Linked DNA regions of Arachis hypogaea: region 1 is linked to region 2. The links are chromatin contacts, called in public Hi-C maps. All regions are on one chromosome and are shown on one strand. The core of a region is the stretch at or near the end of the contact, and the rest is flanking DNA. Distances in the headings are between cores, read along the strand shown.

The links. Hi-C and Micro-C count contacts between places; a contact is called where the count stands out from the background.
Region 1: a contact with region 2 is called in a Hi-C map of leaf, with 5 times the contacts expected there. The contact joins the promoter of LOC112759011 here to the promoter of LOC112758993 in region 2. A contact is called at or near these places in 3 of 8 Hi-C or Micro-C datasets (all in leaf).

The regions. Positions count from the first base shown.
Region 1 is chr16:35,067,564-35,070,776 of arahy.Tifrunner.gnm2.J5K5, forward strand. LOC112759011 (pentatricopeptide repeat-containing protein At1g79490, mitochondrial) reads right to left here and starts at 1,786. Exons shown (of 4, transcript XM_072220208.1): 1 at 1,345-1,786; 2 at 1,075-1,211; 3 at 1-639.
Region 2 is chr16:34,806,383-34,809,816 of arahy.Tifrunner.gnm2.J5K5, forward strand. LOC112758993 (dirigent protein 17) reads right to left here and starts at 2,084. Exons shown (of 2, transcript XR_011874194.1): 1 at 1,023-2,084.

The DNA of each region.
Region 1 (3,213 bases), core at 536-3,035, 260 kb after region 2:
CACCACCAATCAAGGTTCTGACAACCGGACCGGTCATTGAACCGTTTTAGCTACTGGTTCACTGGTTTACTGGTTCAATCGTGATTCAACTGGAATAACCGTTTTATAAATAAAATATAAATAAACATACTAAAACATAATTATATTCTAACATAAATCTTAAAATGTTATCCCAATTAAAAATATTACATCACCAAAGTGTTACAATCTCATCAAAATACAAACTAAATAAATATCTAAATATCAAAGACATTAAAATTTGTTATTAATCATCAAAATAAAATAAAAAACAGCTATATTCAAAAACCTTCAACTACTACTTTGTTGGATCACACTCCCAAATGGTGATTTATTCATTTCTCTCAAGCATCTCTTTTAACAAATAACTTTGTTAGGAGCAATTTTTTAATTAAATAATCAAAGCACAACACAGAAAATACAAAAAATTAAGCAGCACAAAACTTAAGAATGCAAAAACGGCATGAAAAACAGCAGCACAGCAAATAAACATCAATTTTTCAAATTCATGCAAGGCAGAAGATATCATAGTCATGAGCAAAATATATTACAAGATCCTCAAAGAAGCATTCCCAAAATCCAAATGTGGCAACCTCAGCTCCCTAACCCTACAAGCTCCATCTGCAACAAATGATGCTTATGTAAACAAGAATATTGGATTCATTGGTGTTTGTTCTTTATTATTAAAGAGTGACAGGGGACAATAAACCAAACTGCTATTAGCATTCATTGGTGAAATATAAAACAAATGATGCTTGTTTCTTATTAGATTGGGAATATGCTTATGTATATTATAGATAATAGTTTGCATTTGATACAGAAGAGAAACTCATTAGCCATTACAAAAGCTTACCTTTGGATAATGATTGAACTAAGCAGTGAACAAAGTCAAGATAATAAAGAACAAAATCAGCAGTGAACAAAAATCAACAATCAGAACTATCAAGAACAAACACCAACAATCAGCAACAACTGATAATGAATGAATAAACTAAATTATATTAATTCGAAAAACCTAAGAAAACTCAAAACAGAGATCCGCAAGAAATTACTTACGAAAAAATAATGAACAAACAGATTCAGGATTTCAGAGAATGCCCAGGACGAGCATAGATCGCAAGGAGCAAGAATACCAAGGAGTAGAAATTACTTTCTGTGACGATTTATGTAATCTCCTTGCGGCTACAACAACACTACACACAAATCGCAATACAACAGAACAAATCCAAATCAGAAAAATAAAAAATTAAACAGAAAAGAAAAGAAAATCTTTGAAGCAAAGGGATGCAGAGAAACTGAAAGTAGATGAAGAAGAGTGAAGCGAACCATCATGGTGACGAAGAGAGAGGCTTCGGATTCGAAAGGAAGACCAACGACTGACTATTGGGGAGGGGTTGGACTGTTGGTGAATGAGAGGGGTTGGACTGTTGGACTGTTGTGCCTAAGCGCGACGGACGGCAGCAGAAGAGCGGCTGAGCAGACGAATACGATGACGACGAAGACACGACAGCGCAGCAGCTGGAAGCCTCGAATAGCGAAGTCACCGCGGGAATGGACGACGTGCCGAGCTAGAAGAGAAGGTCTGGCCATGTAGGCTTGGGACAGGGGAAGGAGGAGGCCGCAGAGACACCGACAACCACGGACGGCGGCGGCGGTTCTGTTGATGAAGCTGGGGTTTTTGGTCTGGGATTAGGGCTTGATGTTGATGGTGTGTATCGAAGGAGGGGTTTTGGTCCGGTCCAACAGGCCGGTTACTGGCCAGTTTAACGGTATTTCAGCGGTTTAAAGAAGGCGGTTTTAGAAGGAGAACCGGATCGTTTTTCATGCCAGTTCCCGATTGAACTGGTTCTATCGGTCGGTCCGGTCCAATTTTCAGAACATTGTCACCAATACAAACAGTTTCTGTGTTTCATAATTTACCGATCATAGAGTAGAAGATATCATTCTGATTTGATTTGCCATGTCACCATTTTCATGCATATATTCACCAAGAAATTAAATAAAATACACCAGATAAAAGAGGGGGGTTGGAGGAAAAAAAAACAGCAAAGTTCACAAATTAATTAAGAACAATTATTCAACAATTATTCAACCTATTATTCAACCTAGTAATTCACAAATTAATTAACAATTATTCAACCCATAACAAGTTCACAGACTATTCAACAATTATTGTTAAAAGAATACCTAGAAGCTAGAAGCAATGAAGCATAGAACAGAGCTTGCGCCGGCGACGGTGGAAGAGAGCTTCGCGATGGAGGTAGGAGGCAAGCCTGGCGATTGTGCTTCCATTGCTGAGAGTCTGAGACGTTAGCTGCACGAGCAGGAGTGAGGGACCGAGTGAGCTTCGAAGCTCTAACTTGCAACGGCGTCAGGACCAGTCCGACGGCTGAACGAAAGGGAGGGACTGAGCTCACCACGTTTAGAGGAACGACCAGCTCGAGGGTGATGGGAGGGACGAGGGAAAGAGTGTGTGCTGCTGCTACGCCGTTGGAGACCTGGAGTGAGTTAGGGTTGGTAAGGGTTGGGGGTGTTACTGGTTAAGGATCATAATGCTAAACTGCTGCATTTTGGCAATTTTTGGGCAAAATAAGAAAACCGGCCGGATCCCGGTTCGGTTTGACCGATTGGTTACTAGCCGGGTTAGCAGTTCAACTCCGGTTTTCAATTTTTGCGGTTTTGGCATCTAACCAAGGTTGTGAGAACTGAACTGGTCAATAAACCGGTGAGGTCAATGGTTCAATGATTTACCGGTTCGACCGAAATTCAACCGGTTTAATTAAATATTAAATACAATTATTATAAAACATATATATAATTTTAAATAGATAAATTCAATAATTTCTAATTTAATAAAATTCAAAATTTCACATAATAAATTATCCATAATTTAATATTAGAAGTTCACAAACAACTTCAAATATCAAAGTTCATAACTAAAAACAACAAGAACGCACATAATGACAAACACATAATGTTCTACTATCAAAAGAAACAATTACTAACAAGTTTTCCTTTAATCAAAGCAACTCATCAAAAATCATAATCATCAGATTTACCTCTAGAAGAACCAGTTTGAGAATCTTGAACAGCATTATCTTGTGGCTGTGCATTACTTTGTGATTGTTCCATCGGTAACATAGAACATAAACCCCAGCAACCAATAAGCTCAACAACCAATAACAAATAAATTAA
Region 2 (3,434 bases), core at 834-3,333:
TTGGAGAAGCAAGCTTCTCTTTGTCACCCCATTTCCATGGGGACCAAGAACAAGCTCCAAAGAAGAGGAAGGACTTCTTGCAATCTCAGGTACAATGGCTAGTTGGAAAGCCTTTCCATTCAAGCCAAAGAAACACAGCAACAACTAATGATAATCAACAACCACCAAAGTTTACTAATAATAATCAACAACAAATTTAACTATTCAACCGAAGTTCACTAAATTTTTCTCAGGTTCAACAACTCTAAAAAACCATACAACAGCAGCAACTGCCAGATTCAACAATAATTCTAACTAAAATTTACATCAAACCAGAGAAAGAACAGAAAGAACAGCAACAACAACTCTAAAAAACCAACATTCAACAAATAGAAAGAACAGCAACAACAACTGTAAAAAACCAACATTCAACAAATAGAAAGAACGGCAACAACTCTAAAATTTGCTCAGGTTCAGCAAAATTAGCATCGAATCAGAGAAAGAACAGCAACAACAACTCTAAAAAACCAACATTCAACAAACAGAAAGAACAACAACTCCTCTAAAATTTGCTCAGGTTCAGCAAAATTAGCATCGAATCAAAGAAAGAACAGCAACAACAACTCTAAAAAACCAACATTCAACAAACAGAAAGAACAGCAACAACTCTAAAATTTGCTCAGGTTCAGCAAAATTAGCATCGAATCAGAGAAAGAACAGCAACAACAACTCTAAAAAACCAACATTCAACAAACAGAAAGAACAACAACTCCTCTAAAATTTGCTCAGGTTCAGCAAAATTAGCATCGAATCAGAGAAAGAACAGCAACAACAACTCTAAAAAACCAACATTCAACAAACAGAAAGAACAGCAACAACTCTAAAATTTGCTCAGGTTCACCAAAATTAGCATCGAACCAGAGAAATAACAGCAACAACTCTAAAAACTAAGTAAAACAGCAACAACCACATTCAACAACCATCAGGTTCACCGAAATCAACATTGAACTAGAGAAAGAACAGGGTCGAAAACTTGATCTCACCTGGTTGAGAAGACGACGACCGCCACCACCACCCGAGGGAGCAGATGCTGCTTCACTGGTTCTGACGAAGCGAACGCAGGGTCACGGACTCACAGTGAGAGACCAGAGAGCAACGAGGTGAGAGATCCAGAGACAGAGAGTGACGAACTGACGACGCCGAGTGAGTGACAAACTTACGACGAGGGGAGAGACGAGGTGAGGGTGAGGGGCTGCCGGCGCCGAGCTCGAGAGAGAGACGAGGTGAGGGCGATGGGCTGCCCACTGCCTCGAGAGAGCAGAGACAGAGAGACGAGGGCACGAGGTTGGCTGGGGAGGGGGTGGTTCCACCCAGAGACGAGGCTTAGGGAGTTAGGGTTATTCAAAGAGGGGGTGGGGGGTGGTGGGTCTGAAACACGCCGTTTCAGAAAAAAGAAATTAAAAAAATTAATAACTTGACCCGGACCGAATTGGATTAACCGGCCCGTTCACTAGGTTCGCATAAAACCACCGGATCGAACCGGGTTCAACTGGATCTGTGGCATGGACAGTTCAACGAGTGATTTGGGTTCGGTCAGATGACCGAATTTTCGGTCGAACCAGCCAGATAGAGTCGGATTTGATAACTATGAGAAAAAGTCGCCGGAGGGGGATTAGGTTTGCACTAGTAAAAGAGGGGAAGAGAAGGGATAAGTAAACGACGTAGTTATAGCTAAGACGTATCGAAATTCAGTGCAGATATATTTGGTAATTTGGATTTGACAAGTATTGATCATCATTGTGGCTAATTGAGAATATTGGAAGAAAGCTTAGGGCATGCAATGAGTTCGACAGAGGATAGAACCATCATCTCACTCATCGAATTGACGAATACCTCTCAAGTCTCAAGGCTAGCAATCGGAGAAAGATTGCCAAGCTTTTTTTTTTTTGTTTTGGTCACTAATTGCGAGGCTTCAAACGGTGTGGTGGTTTTTTCCAGTCATGGAGCGGAGTGGTGTTTGTTTCCATTCTTAGGCCTGGGTTGAGGCCCTTTTGCCTTCAGCGAAAAAGAAAATTGAAAACTCATGTCCAATTATGTATGTTGTCTTTTTGCGATGTTAAATAGTTTGATAATTTATTATATTTGATTAAATTATTATTTAATAACATTTTATTTAATTATATATAAATTTTAAAAACTTATTTATTATTATTATTATTATTATTATTATTATTATTATTATTGAACATTCTATGTCCTTATAAACAGAGTAAACCATAAAAAATAGAGTTTGAATATCTATAAGATTTTTGATTCAAATTTTAATATTTTTAATGTATCAATTAAATTTATTGGCTCATCACATGAGGTTATTATTGATAATTTAAATTAGTACTTAAAAAGGTTATCAAAATTATGAGTACTGTTATAATGTAATATTTGAAACATTATTATTTGGATAGGAGTATAAATGTATAATGAACATTTTCTATAGGACCAATATATATGTATTACTATTTTTCTTAATTCTACATCAACAATTGACTTGGACAACTATGGTTAGTTTCTTAACAAATATCTTCTAGACCAAATCAATTTATTATTAAGAATTTATTTACATCAAATTTAAAACTCAAATCAAAGATGCTTAATAGCAATTGAGTAGAAAAATGATTGTGAAGAATATAATATATTTTATTCCATTTCATTGTTATTGTAAAATAATTTTATTGTATAAATTGATTTTGTTATTCTTCTTTTAACAGAGTAATCATTTTTATTTGGATGGATCCCCTTTTTTGTCCAAATTAATTGGAAAAAGTTAATATTCATGATTAATCCGTAATTTGTTGAAAATGATTCAATATACATTGCGTATAATGTTTATAAAGTTTTATGCATAAATCTATTATCAAATTGATTGAATTTGTCGAAGATCATGTTGTTACTACGGTTAGTTTAGTTTTTCTTATTGCTTCTTGTTCATACTCTGTTTCAACACTAAGGTCCAGATCCAAACGAAAAGACCCAGTCCAAAGGATTGAGCCTCATTCCACACCGACCTTTCCCTAAAGAAGTCGGTTCTCACTACGACTTACTCTAAAGAAGTCGATGACGAAGATTAGCTGGCAGATAAACACTCACTCAAATGAGTAACTGCCCCTAAGATCTCTCAACCCACTTCTAGGAACCATATCCCAACTTCCCTAAGATAAAGGGACGGTTATCCACCTTAAAAAGTGGAACTACTTCAACGGTGGTTATTGGCTCACCACTATAAATACACTGACACTCCTCAGGTATCTCTAAGTCCCAATACTCTCTAGATCTGCTCACGCCCTTGCTGACTTAGGCATCAGAGTGTCTTTGCAGGTACCACCCCCATTTACTCGTATTCACAAGTCAGATGGAGGCCCTAAAGACGCGAATCCGCCCGAAGGCTTCCCTCATAGACG